Linked DNA regions of Sus scrofa: all the other regions are linked to region 1. Evidence: chromatin contacts called from public Hi-C and HiChIP or PLAC-seq data. All regions are on one chromosome and are shown on one strand. Each heading gives the region's core, a stretch centred on a gene start, on an enhancer-like site or on the middle of the called end of the contact. The rest is flanking DNA. Distances are from core to core; before and after follow the strand shown.

The links. Hi-C and Micro-C count contacts between places; a contact is called where the count stands out from the background. HiChIP or PLAC-seq counts read pairs in DNA pulled down with a chosen protein or histone mark.
Region 2: a Hi-C map of alveolar macrophages shows a contact between it and region 1, with 4 times the contacts expected there. The contact joins the promoter of HTR7 here to the enhancer-like site in region 1. A contact is called at or near these places in 1 of 5 promoter capture datasets (fetal skeletal muscle), 23 of 47 Hi-C or Micro-C datasets (adipocytes, adipose tissue, alveolar macrophages and 17 more) and 1 of 2 datasets of contacts at active chromatin or transcription factors (alveolar macrophages).
Region 3: a contact with region 1 is called in an H3K27ac HiChIP or PLAC-seq map of alveolar macrophages. The contact joins the promoter of RPP30 here to the enhancer-like site in region 1. A contact is called at or near these places in 20 of 47 Hi-C or Micro-C datasets (adipocytes, adipose tissue, alveolar macrophages and 15 more) and 1 of 2 datasets of contacts at active chromatin or transcription factors (alveolar macrophages).

Annotation. Positions count from the first base shown.
Region 1 is chr14:102,453,472-102,456,323 of Sscrofa11.1, reverse strand. It overlaps HTR7 (5-hydroxytryptamine receptor 7), which reads left to right. Exons shown (of 3, transcript NM_214085.1): 2 at 1,821-2,579. Among named protein-coding and RNA genes, the nearest start is that of HTR7, 94 kb to the left of the region's middle. Within about 2 kb of position 1,378, at least 3 of the 83 cell types and tissues checked have an H3K27ac peak or open chromatin away from gene starts, as enhancers often do. A contact at or near this core is called in alveolar macrophages and undifferentiated spermatogonia, where this site is marked.
Region 2 is chr14:102,547,235-102,550,150 of Sscrofa11.1, reverse strand. It overlaps HTR7 (5-hydroxytryptamine receptor 7), which reads left to right and starts at 1,358. Exons shown (of 3, transcript NM_214085.1): 1 at 1,358-1,902. The coding sequence starts at 1,358.
Region 3 is chr14:102,564,461-102,567,473 of Sscrofa11.1, reverse strand. RPP30 (ribonuclease P protein subunit p30) reads right to left here and starts at 1,672. Exons shown (of 13, transcript XM_001924771.6): 1 at 1,340-1,672. The coding sequence starts at 1,421.

The sequences.
Region 1 (2,852 bases), core at 129-2,628:
TTCTTCAGGGGGTTCCTTATCCACCTTTTTATTTTCCCCCTAAAAATATTCTTCCCTAAAAATAATTTCAGACAATTCCACACAAGGCCAAGTCTATTTCACACTTCCCTTCTCTCATTCTTTCCCCTCTTCCTTCCTTGCTCCCTTCTTCCCACCTCCTTTTCAGCTCTTATTCTTGAGCTCTCAGGAAAACCTCCCTGTTTCTCATTCTTCTTTCTATTTGGGAGCCAAAGCATAGCCCTAATTACAGCTGAAAAACCTAGCGATGCTACTTGTGGGTCAGCTTTCTCAAAGACAAGGGAAGGCAGAGGTGAAATGAAGAGCTGGTACCATTGAGACCTGCATCCATGGGAGGGATCAGGAGTTCCTTCCACATCATTGTGAGGCTGTCTTCCCATCCACCTCCTGTGTGATTTCCCCAGATGCTGCATTCAAGATTTTTGGGTCTTTTATTCACTGCCATATCCCTAACATTTAAAACAGCATCTGGCATATAGAAAGAGCTCTATTGATATTTGTTGAAGGAGTGAATGAATATTCTTGATGAATAAGCAAATCTGGCTTATTCTTTTTCTTTTTTTAACTATATTTCAATTTTGCCTTGTTGTAAGTGTTGCCTTGATGCTAATTTTCATTGTGAAAGCATGATTTGCAACTTTTGTGGAATAATTTAAGCCTGATGTCTGAGGGTATTTAAAGCACAAAATAATAATTACTTTTTAAAATTCCGACCTACCAAGTGACTGACTTTCAGAAAATAAGGTGTCTTAGTAAGGTGGGCATTCTCTACCTTTCTTCTCACGTTTCAAGAGTGTCTTTTATGTACATAAATGGAGTAAATAGTCAGCAAAATGGCCAGCCTTTACATGGCTTGGCTTCTCAAATGCTCTTTAAATCTTCCCCCAAAATAAAAGCTAAGACCATTAAACACAGAGAAAAAAAAAATTTGGAAAGCTGTGAACTACTAAGCATTTGGCAGACCATCTTGCTGAATACGTTTTCTCTGTTTGCTGAGTCTTTTTGCATTATAAACCCTTGATAACAGAGACAGAGAAATATTTATTCTCTATATAGAACCAAGCTCAGAGGAAATGCTGGGTTTGCCTAATCTTTTTGAGAATTGTGCCCTTCCTTGTGATCCTCCTTAGAACTAGAGAAAGGAGGCAGGCTGTTTTTATTTTATAGCTCATTCCTCGGAAATTACCCTTGGGTAAGAACTTTCTGGGAATAAAAAAAGGATCACTTGCTACTTTCCATTCAAAACGCTAGGATTTCTTATCTCTGTGATCTTAAAGAAGTGCCTTCACTTTGGTGTAAAGGGGAAGTTGAAATGAATTAGGAGCTGGCCAGATAACAGAGGAGATCCGTGGGTGTGTCATATCCGAGTATGGCAGGCCTTGGTACAACTGAGGATGTGTCACAGCATCCCACATCAGGCTTGACATCTTGTTCCTGGCTGATTTCGGTGATAGTGGTGGTAGTGGGGGATGGGTATATACGAACTCTTCAGCTCCTTGACTGCGGTGGACTGTGAGAAGCTACAAGGTATGAAGAGAGCGGGGACTGGCATTACAGGCAGAGAGGGCTCGCAGGTTGAATGCTGGCAGTGCCTTTGGCTGACTGTGTGACCCGGAATAAAATAGGTAACCTCTCCGAGCCTTAGTCCGCCGTTTTGCAAAACAGGAAGATGATGCCTAGCTAGAACGGCTGGAGAGGAAGGGAGCTACTAGGTATATAGCCCAGCCCCCGGCTGGTGGGACTTCTCAGCTGATCGGGTGTGCTTATGGCGGTCACGTGTTCTCTGTCCTTTTCTCTCCCAGGTACCTTGGGATCACGAGGCCGCTGACGTACCCCGTCAGGCAGAATGGCAAGTGCATGGCTAAGATGATCCTCTCTGTCTGGCTTCTCTCCGCCTCCATCACTTTGCCGCCGCTCTTCGGCTGGGCGCAGAACGTAAATGACGACAAGGTGTGCTTGATCAGCCAGGATTTTGGCTACACGATCTACTCCACGGCAGTGGCGTTCTACATCCCCATGTCCGTCATGCTTTTCATGTACTACCAGATTTACAAGGCCGCCAGGAAGAGCGCCGCCAAACACAAGTTCCCAGGCTTCCCTCGCCCGGAGGAGCCCGACAGCGTCATTTCACTGAATGGCATGGTGAAGCTCCAGAAGGAGGTGGAGGAGTGTGCGAACCTTTCGAGACTCCTCAAACACGAGAGGAAAAACATCTCCATCTTTAAGAGGGAACAGAAAGCAGCCACCACCTTGGGGATCATTGTCGGGGCCTTCACCGTGTGCTGGCTGCCGTTTTTCCTCCTCTCGACGGCCAGACCCTTCATCTGTGGCACTGCGTGCAGCTGCATCCCGCTGTGGGTGGAGAGGACATTTCTGTGGCTGGGCTATGCAAACTCTCTCATTAACCCCTTTATATATGCCTTCTTCAACCGGGACCTGAGGACCACCTACCGCAGCCTGCTCCAGTGCCAGTACCGGAATATCAACCGGAAGCTCTCGGCTGCAGGCATGCACGAGGCCCTGAAGCTTGCTGAGAGGCCCGAGAGACCTGAGCTTGTGCTGTAAGGTCATTTATCACTATTTTCCTTCTATCCCCCCCAACCCTTTCATGGAACTTCTTTTTGAAGCTGCTCACAGAAAGCTTCCTGAATCAGTAGCAAGCTTATTTTCTACTAACCGTGTCTACAGATTTGAATTCAGAATACTGTAGACTCTAGTCTTCCACCCAGTAGAATTCTGAAAGCCAAAGATGGGCATTTAGCTGGATTGGAAGAGAAGACTGATTTACTTATGCATTGTGATCGATGTCACTGGTGACAAGGAAGGTCAGGATT
Region 2 (2,916 bases), core at 109-2,608, 94 kb before region 1:
CTAGAAAAGAAAACCGATTTGATTATTTTTAGAGTCTTTAAAGAAATCACTGCTGGCTTCCAATAAAAATCTTTCAACAAAACGAAGTGAAAGAAGTCTCACAAATAATAAACATCAGCCACTCTGATAGGGTTTGAATACTAAGGGGATTTTAGGCAATAGGCATTAAATCAACATACACCTCCGGGATACTTCTGCAGAACATTATAACCGGTCATTTCTTCTCTTTTGTACAAGATTTCCAGAATGCCACGGGAAAATTAACTCTCATTTCAGTGTATTAGGTTTTGAAGACTGAATATAAAAGCAGCCAAGATCTTTCTCAGATCTGAGAGGCCTGTATCTAGATGCCTGGAGGGTCTGTCCGAAAGGTTTAAGCCCTCCAGAGGTCCCTTTTCCTGGAGCTCCCAGCTTCTCCCAGATGTGGGGATCTCTCTCCCTTTTTCACTTCTTCTGAGAGCCCACCCTCACCCCATTCAGCTGCTTCTCTTTTTACATCTTCGATTTCTCCCATCAGTGGTCAAAATAGGAAACGGAAGTATCTGCTGCTTGGTGTAGTGTTAGAAAGGTTTTTTTAAAATTAAGATTAAAAATGCACATTATATATAGACACATATATATATTCCTCCTGGGGTTCTTTATTTTGCAATGAGTCCCAACGTCCGTTCCCTAGTCTTTCCCTACCAAACTGTTATTCACTTGGGGGGGAGGGGGTTCGGGTCTGTAGGAGGGGGTCTGAGTCTCCTGCGGAAAGAAAGAACCCGGGGTGAAGCGGCTTGGGATCCCAGGAGGCGCGTGGAGTGCCTCCTTCCGCCCAGTGGGGGCACGCGGGAGAGGCGGCGGCCCCTGCCCAGCCCGGGAAGCCCGTCCGGGAGCCCGGCGGGCGCGGGCAGCGGCCGGAGGCGGCGGCGGCGGGGACGCGGCGCGGCTGCCGCAGGGGAGCGGCGGCGGCGGCGGTCGGCGCGAGGGGCGGGGCGCACTCCGCAACTTCTGCTGCTGCCTCTGGGGCGCTCTTGGCCGAGCCGCGCGGCTGCTGCGGACTGCGAGTTGCGGGCTGCGGGCTGCGGGCTGCGGTGCGGCCAGCCGAGCTCGGCCCGCGCGTCCTGGGCGTCCGTCGAGAGCCGCAGGCGCCTCCCGCAGGGAGTCCCCGGGCGACCGCGCTCCCGCCTCGTCCGCTGCGGCTGGGGCACCGGGACGTGCGGGGCCGCGAGGCCGGGCCGGGGCGCCCCCCAGTGGCCGGCGCGGGCCCCATGGCTGGGCCGAGTGGAGCGGAACCGGCGAGGTGAAGCCCCCGGGCCGGCAGCCGGAGCGCTTGGCGGGGGCGCCGGCTCCATGGGCAGCTGCGCACAGCGGCATGATGATGGACGTTAACAGCAGCGGCCGCCCGGACCTCTACGGGCATCTCCGTTCTATCCTCTTGCCGGAGGTGGGGCGCGGGCTTCCCGACTTGAGCTCCGACGGCGCCGGCCCTGTCGCGGGCTCCTGGGCGCCGCACCTGCTGCACGGGGTCCCTGAGGTGACGGCCAGCCCCGTGCCCACCTGGGACGCGCCCCGGGACAATGCCTCGGGCTGCGGGGAGCAGATCAACTACGGCAGAGCCGAGAAAGTTGTGATCGGCTCCATCCTGACGCTCATCACGCTGCTGACGATCGCCGGCAACTGCCTGGTGGTGATTTCGGTCTGCTTCGTCAAGAAGCTCCGTCAGCCCTCCAACTACCTGATCGTGTCCCTGGCGCTGGCCGACCTCTCGGTGGCCGTGGCGGTCATGCCCTTCGTCAGCGTCACTGACCTTATTGGGGGCAAGTGGATCTTTGGCCACTTCTTCTGCAACGTCTTTATCGCCATGGACGTCATGTGCTGCACGGCCTCGATCATGACCCTGTGCGTGATCAGTATCGACAGGTAAGAGCCGGGCCGCCCCGTCCCGGGGTCCGGCTGGGGATGTGCCGGCAGTTTAGCATCGCGCACTCGCCTTTCCTAGTCGGATAAACTAGACTTCACGGCTGTATGTAGGACTGCGCTTAGTACATTAACCCCCACACATCAACCCTACACCAACCAAACAACTTCAGTTACAGCATAGCCTATATACACTTTTAAAAGAAGAGCTTGAAATGTTCTGGTTTACTGTAGTGAGAATTTTAAGACCAAAGTTAAGAGTATTTTAAACATTAGCAGTTCCACCAGGGGGTCCCTTGGCTTGGTTTTCAGAAGGAAGGGATTTGATTCTCTCTGCACTTGACAAGCCCTTGCTGTGAGCCTGAAAGAATCAATTCTTACTTTAAGCAGTCAGTGGGAGAAAAGCCACCTTGCTTCCCTGATTGTAAGAGCTACTCCCCAGGCCAATAAAAAGACCTAGAATGGCCCCCAAATCTGGGGTCTACATGTCTGAACGTTGCGCCTTTGTGATTACTGATTTTGAATTACATTCTTTTGGAAGTCTGGTTTTAGTGTCTGGCAATGCTGTCTGTATCCTACAGGCTTACTGGAGCCCTACTTTCTGTCTGAATGGTTGGTCTAGCATTTCATCATATCTCTCGGGGATCTTCTCTTGAGAACTCCCCCACTGGAGTAATTGAAACAGAGGCTGACCATCTGTCAGGGATTCTGTGGAAAAAAATTCCTGTCTTGGGTGTCAGATTGGAATAAGGAATCTACAGGGTTTCTTCGGACTCTAGGATTACAAGATGCTGCAATGGGTCTAATCTTTGGTCCTAGAAGCATCGTGTAATTGACAATGTGAAGTATAGTCCTGATGTTATGTGGCAACAAAACAACTCTGCTTCTCTTGAAGCTGAAGTATTGAGTCTTAATATTCACAGTCGGAATTCTGGTAGTGTTTTAACACCAGCACCAGACTGGTATCCTGTTGTGTTTAATGATACGGAGAAACAGTTGTTTATTTTCTTTATTTTC
Region 3 (3,013 bases), core at 423-2,922, 110 kb before region 1:
GGACAGGATATTAATATTAAAGAAATAATGCATATCGGAGTTCCTGTTGTGGCTCAGCAGTAATGAACCTGACTAGTATCCAAAAAGCTGCAGGTCTGATCCCTAGCCTCATTTAGTGGATTAAGAATCCAGTGTTGCCACGAGCTGTGGTGTAGGTTCAAGCCTCCACCAGGATTCCATGTTGCTGTGGCATAGGTGGGCAGCTGCAGCTTCAACCCCTAACCAGGGAACTTCCATACCCTAAGGGTACGGCCCTAAAAGGACTAAATAAATAAATAACATATATTAATGCCAAGATAGTGGTCTTCCCTCTCAATAGTTTTTCCAATTTCCTTCTTTCTTTCCTCCTTCAAATGAGGATCCATTACTTGATAGGCCCTGCAGATATCTCTCTCTCTCTCTCTTTTTTTTTTTTTTTGCTTTTTAGGGCCGTACCTGTGGCATATGGAAGTTCGCAGGCTAGGGGTCGAATCAGAGCTATAGCTGCCAGCCTACACCACAGCCACAGCAACACGGACTTCAAGCCGCATCTGTACACCGACGCTCACCCCAACGACGGATCCTTAACCCGCTGACAGAAGCCAGGGGTAGAACCCACATCTTCATGGATACGAGTTAGGTTGTTACCGCTGAACCACAACCGGGAACTTCGAAGAAATGTCTTTATTTTTAAACCCCTCTATCTCCACTTAGACACTTTAAGTCTAAGGAAGAAGGCAGAAGTCGCGATTAACTTCGATTAGAACGATCTTACCTCTCAGGGCTTCTGCTTTCCTTGGATTCAAATACGAGTAACATTCTAGCATTCTGGCCATGCTGGTCCCTTCCCAACCTCTTGGTGTGTCCTACGCCTCAACCTACCCTCCCTCTAAATAACATTATTCCAACACTCGCAGCCCCACGTCCCACCACCCCCGCCCATTTTCGGAGCACCCAAAGCACTCCCCATCTGTGCACCAACCAGCTTTCCGCATTTGACTGAGTCAGTACACAGTGGTGAGAGGTAGGAAGGGGCGATATTAAAAGCACAGGTGGAGACTAGCTTTGGCCAGCCTTCAGCTGTGAGGCCCTATATAAGTCCCTGGCCCTGTTAGGACCTCAGTTCCCCAATTCACAATAAAGAAGGAGCTGGACTGGGTAACAGTTCCCCAGCGCTTTTCGAGTTTCCCGGGCCCGGGATCACAGCAACCCCGCAGAAGGCATCAGCTTCCAGAGACTGCCTCCAGACCCCAGAAGACCTGAATGAGGCCCGGCCGCGTCCCTTCCGAACGTGGCCCGACGATCTGGATGGCAGCGAGGCTGGGCAGGCACCGCTGCTCGCGAAGCCGCGGCGACTCACGGTAAGCGGCGTTCTCCACGAGCCCACGCAGCGCCTTGAGGTCGGAACCCGCTCGCAGGTCCAAATCCACGAACACCGCCATGCTGAAATCACGTGAACTTGCGCGGCTGTCTGCGCAGCCGCAGGGCCCGCCCCCTCGGGGCACGCTGGGAATTGCAGTTTTCCTAAGCAGTCCTCCCGTCCCTCCCGCGGACTGACGTTCCCAGGCTCTTTGAGCGCCTTCGGATCCCAGCAGAAGTTAGTGTGTGGAAGTCAGCAGCCTCACTTCAGTTCTTCTTCCTCTGGATGGGAAAGTTTTGTTTCCCTCGAAGGGGTTCACATAGCCCACCATTCCTCCTGTGAAATAATGTAGAAAATGATTCTTTCAAAATGTACGTATACAGCATTTATTGAGGACTTACAGGGAAAGAAGGTCTGGAAACCCTTAAAAAGTAAGGGTTTTAAATCCGTTTTTCTTTCCCGCCCCTAAAGGTCATTCCATTGTTTAAATTGGACTTAATGGGGAGATGGGGAAACTGACCTGACAACTCGAAAAAGGTTTGCTCGAGAAAAAAGTCATTTTGCTCAATCAGAACAGACGGTGGCACAGCATGCTAAACTCCATTACAGCCAGTATTCTCAACCTGGAGTTGGCAGGGATAAGCGGTTAGCTTCAGCACGTGTTTAGCCAAAAATGGGTTAGACAAGGGAGGTGCACAATTGAAATGTTTTACAGTTTTCCGTCTGACAGATGTACAAGGTGGAATATATCCCACAGTTGTGATGGTTCCACATTTTCGTACACATGAACTCTTGAAGAGTGATAAATTAATTATCCGAGAACATAAAACTCTGGAACTAGAGTTTACATCACTGCTTTACAAAGTACCCGTGATTACTGGGTCAGTTCACCGAGTTCCCAACCCCCCTCCCTCCACCAGTTCTTCTAGCACCAGTAGTGATCCATTGTCCTTTACCCACAGGCAGCTCTGGCCTCAAAAGATTAATCTAACATCTGAACTGCTCTATACTAGACTGAATAAGAGTCCACAAATCAGGGGCTTGGATCTCCAGACTATGCCAAAGGGATGTGAAAGTTTGTAAACATTTTCCGTTTCTTTGCTAACTTGTCACAGACAGTACACAGAGTCTCGGGTTTGTGGGCCACATCTTGATTTGTTCTTTACATGACTTCTTTCTTGGTCTCAGAAGGGAATTTTAAGAGGGATCTGTTCCATGTGGTAGTATGTAATTCTCCTTTTGGTTAAGTTCAATAAAAAAGAAATCTTCTGCTATCTAATATTTGATGTTTTCTAAGTAAGAACAGAAGAAAATTTTACTTCTGCAAATAGAAGAAAGTCATATAAAACAAACTCTGGCTTCTCATCTGAAAATCTCGTGTTAATTTTGCAGGAAGATCTAGTGTTAATTTTATAGGCGTCTTCATCTGCAGCCACAAAACCTAAATTGTTTGGAAATATGTCCGATGTGTGGTGAAGGTGAATAAGATGACTCATTATTTGATACCAGAATTAGACTACAGAGGGCTTCTTTCTTTGAAAGTCATGACGCTGTTTCTGTGGACTGTATACCCTTTAAACTTCTTATCTTCACCCTGGGCTTAGAAGGGAGGAAGAAGGACGAAAAAGAAAATGAATGAACGACAGTCACTGAGCAGTCTACTGAGGGCCAGCC